Linked DNA regions of Ovis aries: region 2 is linked to region 1. The links are chromatin contacts, called in public Hi-C maps. All regions are on one chromosome and are shown on one strand. The core of a region is the stretch at or near the end of the contact, and the rest is flanking DNA. Distances in the headings are between cores, read along the strand shown. Region 1 overlaps PSTPIP1 (proline-serine-threonine phosphatase interacting protein 1). Region 2 overlaps PEAK1 (pseudopodium enriched atypical kinase 1).

Region 1 (3,546 bases), core at 487-2,986:
GTGGGCCACACGGTAGTACAGGAGACACTTTCGCTGGGAATGCAAACTGTCTGAAGCAGAATTCTGGGCTGAGTGTCCTGAGAGCCAGGTTGAAAAGGGTGATGGGATGAGTTACATAGGAGGACACGGGGCTGACAACAGAGGCAGAGGCCTGCTCGGGGCTTCCGTCCTTGAACGTGGTGGAGACCCAGCAGAGCCGTTGTTGCTGTTCAGCCACTCAGTCTGTTCGGCTCTTTGTGAGCCCGTGGACTGCAGCATGCCAGGCCTCCCTGTCCTTCACCATCTTGCGGAGTTTGTTCAAACTCATGTCCACTGCATCAGTGATGCCATCCAGCTATCTCATCCTCTGTCGTCCCCTTCTCCTCCTGCCCTCAATCTTTCCCAGCTTTAGGGCCTTTTCTAATGAGCTGCCTCTCTGCATCAGGTGGCCAAAGTGTTGGAGCTTCGGCATCAGTCCTTCCAATGAATATTCAGGGTTGATTTCCTTGCAGTCCAATGGACTCTCAAGAGTCTTCTTCAGCACCACAGTTCGAAAGTCTCTGGGAAATCTTGGTGATGATTTCCCTGAGTGGTCTGGAGTTGAGAAAGGCCTTGGGGTTTATTGAGTATTGAGTTTAATGCATTGGGCTATGATCCTGGGGACAATGAGGAGGAGAGCCAAGCATTACTCCTGTTCAGCAGGCTCTTATTTCAGTGCAGTGATAGACAATGTATCAACCTAAGATGACAATAGGAACAAGTGCTCAGAAGAGACAGAAGGGAGAGCCAGGCAAAGATGCTGCACACAGGGGATCAGCATGTGCAGAGGCCCTGGTGCAGGGGGAACATGGTATATAAGAGGAACTGGTGAGTGGCCAAATGACTGTGGGCAAAGAACCAGAATAAGAGACGAGAAGTGAAGCAGGAGGGATGGAGGTGACAGGGCAGGGCCTAGGGTGGTGGCAGTGAGAGGTGGATGGGTAGACTGGGGAGGTGCATAAAAGAAGGTGATGGAGGGAGGGGTGTGCATAACCTGGTAGGTGGTGGTGCCTTTGCTGAGAAGGGAGCTCTGGAGGAGGAGCAGGTTTGTAGGGTGAAGAGCCCGGTTTCGGACACTCTGAGGTGTCTGTGGGATGTGAGGTCCAAAGGGAGGTGAGGACCAGTAGGCTGCAGGCCCTGGCCTCTGGGAGGGGTCTGGGCAGGATGTAGTCATGTTGTGGGTGAGGGACAGGGTGTATAGAGTTGGCCGTGCTGGGCCTAGAGCGGCTCTAACTGTAAATGGGTCGATTGAGGCAGAAGATGCATGTGTGAGAAGGAAGTGTAACCGCTGGCAAAGTGTCGGTTCTGGCAGAGTCCTGACCTCTCCACCCCCTACCAAGGCAAGTGGGGTGACCATGCCACCACCCCACCTTCCTCTGGTGAGAAGCAGAAAGCGTCACCACTTGCCAGCTGTGTAGCCACTGTCAGTTTCTTCACCTCTCTGACCTTTGTTTTTCTCATCTGTGAAATGGGGCTAATGATGGTGCCCTCCCTGCCTGGCAGAGTTGCCAGCGTTAAGTAATGAGGCCAGCATTGGAATGCACATCAGCAGCACCTGGAAGCTTGTTGAAACAGTGCGCTGGGCCCTGCCTCTGAGCTTCGGCTCCCGGAGGACAGCAGTGGAGCGGGAGAAGCTGTGCTTCTGAGGACTGCCAGGTGCTGCTGCTGCTGCTGCTGCTGGTCAGTTTCCTGAGTCCCCGTGGGAGGAGGGAGCCCCTTATGAAGCCTGCCTTGCAAGGACGGTGAGGAGGTTCTGGCGGGTGGAGTCGGTGGAGTCTTCAGCACACGTGGTGCTTGCTAGTGGTAAAGAACTTGCCTGTTGACGCAGGAGACAAAACAGAACGCGGGTTTGATCCAGGAAGTGAGTCGTCATTTGATCCAGGAAGACCCCCTGGAGGAGGGCATGGCAATCCAGTCCAGGATTCTTGCTTGGAGAATCCCGTGGACAGAGGAGACTGGCGGGCTACAGTCCATAGCGTTGGAAAGAGTCATACACGACTGAAGCGACATAGCACGCGCGCTCACAGGCACGCAGGCGGGGGTGGGCAGAGCTGTATCGCTGGGTGTCATGTGGTCATATGGCCACCAGGGGGCAGGCACGCTGCTCTGCACAGGGATGCAGCCAGTGACAGGACGCCTCACCTGGCAAGGTTTGGCGTGTGTGTGTGTGTGTGTGTGTGTGTGTGTGTGCGCGCGTGTGCGTGTCGCTCAGCCATGTCTGACTCTTTGTGAACCCATGGACCTGTCAGGCTCTTCTGTCCATGGAATTCTCCAGGCAAGAATACTGGAGTGAGTTGCCATTCCCTTCTCCAGGGTATCTTCCTGACCCAGGGATCGAGCCCAGGTCTCCTGAATTGCAGGCAGATTCTTTACCCTCTGAGCCACCATCAGCCTCACTGGCTCTGGCTCCTCGGGTGGCCTGGTGAGCAAGGAGCGGTAGCGTATTTTTGCCTCCTTGGGTAAGGGGCCATGGTCAGGGGCAGAGAATTTTACCCTTGAGAGCAGACAAACCTTGCTTCAGAGCCAGTCTGCAGCCCCCGCACACCGTCTCTGCGCACTTGGAGACTCGGCGCCCATCAGCCCACAGGGATGTAGGGGGTGATAGGAGGGGAGCCCACTCTATGGGAGCTGCTTCAGGGGGAGGCCTCCAACCCGAAGGCGAATTCAGTGGGCATTTCTGATAAGACGGGGGGTGCATGTGGTAAGCTCTTAGGTGGGGCATTTGGGAGGTACAGCTCAGATCAGGTTCAGGGGCCTGGGGGACCCCCAGGACTGGTCAGGGTGTGCAGATGTGGGCTCAGAGGAGGGTGGCATAATGACAGCAACCCTTGCAAAGCATCTACTTTGCACCAGGTCTTAAGAGACCTTTATACGTATTAATTCGTTTAATCCTCACAACCATTTTGCTTGTGATATCATTATCCCCATTTTACAGATGGGAAAATTGAGACATAGAGAGGCTAGGTCATTTGTCTAAGATCATACAGAGACTGTGTGGCGCAGCTTGGAATGAACCCAGGCATCTGGCTCCAGGGTCTGCTTCTAATGTACATGGGAGTCAAGGGCAGGAAGCTCTAGCCAGGTTCCTCACCTCGGATTCCGAGCCACCTCCCTCCTCTGCCAGGAGGGGGAGCTCGCCCCTCAGAGAGGCCTCTGCGGGAGAGCAGGTGGGTTGGGAGAGGCACTTTCCCATCAGTCCTGTTCTGACCAAGGTGCGCCTCACCCATCAGCAGCAGACAGGAGTGGGTCCTGAGTGAGCTCCCACATCTTAGCTCAGACCTCACCTCTGTTCATCTCTCTGAGTGACAGCCTCCTTGGCAGGACTGCCAGATAAAATATAGACTGTCCCATTAAGCTTCAGATAACAAATATTTTAAAAATGTAAGTATGTTCTAAATTTTACATGGGGCATGTTTATATTCAAAGCTCTTATTGTCTATCTGAAATTTGAACTTAACTGGGTGTCCTGTGTGTTTATTTACGCCACCTGGCAACCCTACCCTCGGGCATCTCCTTCCACGCTTCCCA
Region 2 (3,546 bases), core at 749-3,248, 93 kb after region 1:
CACAGTGGGCTCTGTCCTCGGCATCAGGGGGGGTGAGTGGCTTGGGCAGGGAAGGCCGGGGCAGCGGGACTGGGGTGGTTTCGGGTGTGCCCCTGGGTGTGCGGTGGAGTGCGCTGCAGGGAGAAGAGGCACTTGTGGGGAGAGGAGGAACAGATGGCGAGCCACAGGCTTGCAGGTTTTCACTCTGCCCAACTTCCGACCCCTGGTTCCAGGACTCCAGCCCAAGTGTGAGGTGATTGCTCCAGGGAGCAAGAGCTCTGCGGCCCCCTGACAGAGATTCGGCGCCCCTCTATTCCTGGGACCCTAGGTTCCCCTCACCAAGCACATTCTCCAGCACCCAGGAGCCCTGCTTAGATTCTCCAGCTGGGACTGGTGACCAGTAATGCTCAGCCTTTCGGTTGCTTCCTCGTACCTTCAGAGGGTAAGCGAGCAGTTAGCTGGGATATGTGTGCGTGGAGAGAGAGTTACCTAACATCTCCAGGAGGTCAGGAGTTGTGTCCAGGCAGCCTGTTTCCACTCAGAGGTTTGCACATTTGAGAGAACTGGATCTTGGCAACCAAGATCCCTCCCCCTCCGCCCTGTATGCAATCCAGTTTTTAAGTTTCAGCTGTGAGCTGCCAACTGCAGCCCTTGGCTCCTGAGGCACTAATGAAGTCCCTTCCCTTGTAGAGCATGGGCTCTCTTACAAGGATGCATAATTAGCTGAGTCTTGGAGAAGAGCAGAGAGCTCACAGAGTGCACACCCTGTGCCAGGCACCCAGAGAGCTTCTCGTACCAGTAAATCCCAGGTAGGAAAGAACTCAAGATTCTTTGTGACCTGGGTTGAAAGAAGTCAGCTCCCAGGCACGTGGAAGCCAAAGAAAAGTTAAAGTGTTAGTCACTCATTTGTATCTGATTCTTTGTGACCCCATGGACTGTAGCCCACCAGGCTCCTCTGTCCATGGGATTCTCCATGCAAGAACAGTGGAGTGGGTTGCCATGCCCTCCTCCAGGGGATCTTCCCTACCTAGGTGATTGAACCTGGGTCTCCTGCATTGCAGGCAGATTTTTTACCATCTGAGCCACCAGAGAAGCCAAAGGCCCCACTCAAATGTCAGTGGTCCATCACCTCTGGACAATCCAGACTCAAAGGGAAGAGTGGTCTTCCTAAGGGCCCACTGACAGAATTCTTAGGAATGGATCCCATGCTGGGCAAGGTGCTGAAGGGGTAACAGGATCTCTCTCCAGTCATACCAAAAGTCAGAGGGATCCCATCTGTGGCCTTGCTCCACCCGCTTTGGAGCCTGACTTGGGCAACCCTGAACCCTCACCATCCAAGCCCGTATCTTTCAGGGGCCCCAGTTGGCCACTCTCCAGCAGAGCACTGGACAGCCACCCAAGCGTACTGTGTTCCCTCTCTATAATGTTGAGACCTCTCAGCTCCAACTGTCTCTTTCTTTGGTTCTCTCCCTCCAGAAGTCGGTTCACAACAAGGAAGGTAAGTTCCCTGAGCTCCTGTCCAGAAGCTGAGCCTATGTCCCAGGGAGTTGTCTTTCAGCTTTATCCTCTTGACCCTTCCTCCCAGGCCCAGGCAACATAGGGAGCTCTGAGGCCCACATCAGTACAGTTTTTCCTCCTCAGCAATATATAACTTGAGTCTGGAAATCACATTTCTGGAATATCCCTTAAATATTATGTCTGAAAGTTCTAGAATGCTTGCTGGTGGAGAGAAGCAGAAACACTGGGCTGGAAACAGTGTCCACGGTAAAGGGTTAAGAAATCTAAAATCTGGTCTAAATTCAGAGTCTACATGTTTGCACTTTCATCCATTCTACTCCAATGACGTGGCAGCTGTCACTGCCTCTGCCCACTGTGGACTCGTCCTGCCTGAGCCAGGAGGCCTCCTCTGTCTGCTACGGAAGCATCTGCTCATTAGCTTGTCTGCCTTTGTGAGGACCCAGTGTGTGACCGTGTACCTTTAGGAACAGGCAAAGGATGTGAATTCTGCAGCAGGTTACGCTGTACACGGTCCTGCTCTGCTCATATTGTCTGCAGAGCTCTGAGATGACCACTGAGAGGCTCAGCCTCAGCCAGCTAACCAAACCGTTTAAATAAACCCAGGACCTTTTAAACAAACCCAGGGCGTCAGAGGATGAGATAGCTGGATGGCATTACCGATGCAATAGACATGAACTTGGGCAAACTTCGGGAGATGGTGAGGGACAGAGAGAGGCCTGGGCTGCTGCAGCCCACGAGGTCCCGAAGAGTCGGACACCACTGGGCGACTAACAGGACCTCTATATGGTGACTGGTCACTAGGGGGCGATCTCACACAGCAAACCTGCAGCCCTCTGAGCTCTGGGGGAAAGCTGAAGGCCTTCACTTGCCCTTCTATGGCTGGTTTTCTCAGTTCAGGGAGGGAATGAATTGAAAACAAGTCCAGGTCAGCAGGGAGGAGCATCTGAGAAGGCACACCTCCTGCGAGTTAAGATGTAACCATGTCCGCGGCACGTCAGTGTGGAGAGAAGCTGAAAAGACAAGAGCTTGTCTGTTTTTACTGGATATGAAAATGAATTTATTTACACAGTAACATGATGCCACAGAGAACACAGCAAAGTACCACAGCAAACCAAAGGGCGGCGCCACCTGGTGACAGAGGGGACCTTTTGTTGGTAGGTTTCTACAACTCTAAAATATGTTAAGTAGAGAGGTGACGCTCCAGGAAAGAACAAAAGAAACAAGATTTTCAAAAAGCGAGCATGGGCAGAGCCAGTGGGGAATGAAAGAGAGCGGAATGAGGACTGCCATGATTCAAACCACTGAAAGGACAACATCTTGCTTCTGCCCTCATCTCATACCAAAATGCCCGGCGTTATCAACAGAAAAATCCCATCCCGGTGTGTTCGCATGTAACACCTTTTAAAACTGCTAAGGGAAGGGATAACCAAGTAGTTATTTGGAGCAAATTTCCTGAAGCAGTGTGGTTTATCTTTCAAAAATGCTACCCTGAAGCCATAGGGCTGGTTCAACATTCAAGTTATCGGGAGCGCGGACACACACACTTTCCACACACTACACGGGCAAAGTGGATTTTCCATAATATAATATTTGTAGCAAAATATATGACTCTGTACTTCTGCTAGGTTAAAAAATGTCCGACCTCTTTTGATTCCCTGAAACTTTCTTGATTTAAAAAATAAAAGTGGAGGCAAACAGATGGGGAAAAGTGAGAAGCTGGAATAAATGCTGCGGCGTGGGAAACACCTGACGGGATGTCCCGGATGCAAGTCCCTGCAGCCCGCCCGGGGAAAAGGGGAAAAGCTTCTGCATTGGCTGACGCAAAAACCTACTCTAATTTCAGACAGCTGCGGAGAGAGGGTGTGTAACAGCTGTATAGCACCTTGTACTTTCTGGGCACTTATAAATATTAAAATGGTGGTGATGAGTGGTGAACACCTCGGTTTATAAAAAATACTAGACTTTTTAAAAGAAATTTCCCAAGAGTTTTTTTTTAAACAAACCTATTGAAACTACCACATCTCTTTAAAAAAAAAAACAACCAAAAAA

Evidence for each region. A called contact is a pair of places that touch in the nucleus more often than the background predicts.
Region 2: a contact with region 1 is called in a Hi-C map of hypothalamus, with 3 times the contacts expected there. The contact joins two enhancer-like sites. A contact is called at or near these places in 6 of 16 Hi-C or Micro-C datasets (hypothalamus, liver, mixed tissues and 2 more).

What each region holds. Positions count from the first base shown.
Region 1 is chr18:29,922,340-29,925,885 of ARS-UI_Ramb_v3.0, forward strand. The region is part of intron 1 of PSTPIP1 (proline-serine-threonine phosphatase interacting protein 1); the gene reads left to right. Among named protein-coding and RNA genes, the nearest start is that of PSTPIP1, 31 kb to the left of the region's middle. Within about 2 kb of position 1,737, at least 5 of the 54 cell types and tissues checked have an H3K27ac peak or open chromatin away from gene starts, as enhancers often do. A contact at or near this core is called in hypothalamus, where this site is marked.
Region 2 is chr18:30,015,068-30,018,613 of ARS-UI_Ramb_v3.0, forward strand. PEAK1 (pseudopodium enriched atypical kinase 1) reads right to left here. Exons shown (of 9, transcript XM_060401726.1): 9 at 2,531-3,546. Among named protein-coding and RNA genes, the nearest start is that of TSPAN3, 35 kb to the left of the region's middle. Within about 2 kb of position 1,999, at least 10 of the 54 cell types and tissues checked have an H3K27ac peak or open chromatin away from gene starts, as enhancers often do. A contact at or near this core is called in hypothalamus, where this site is marked.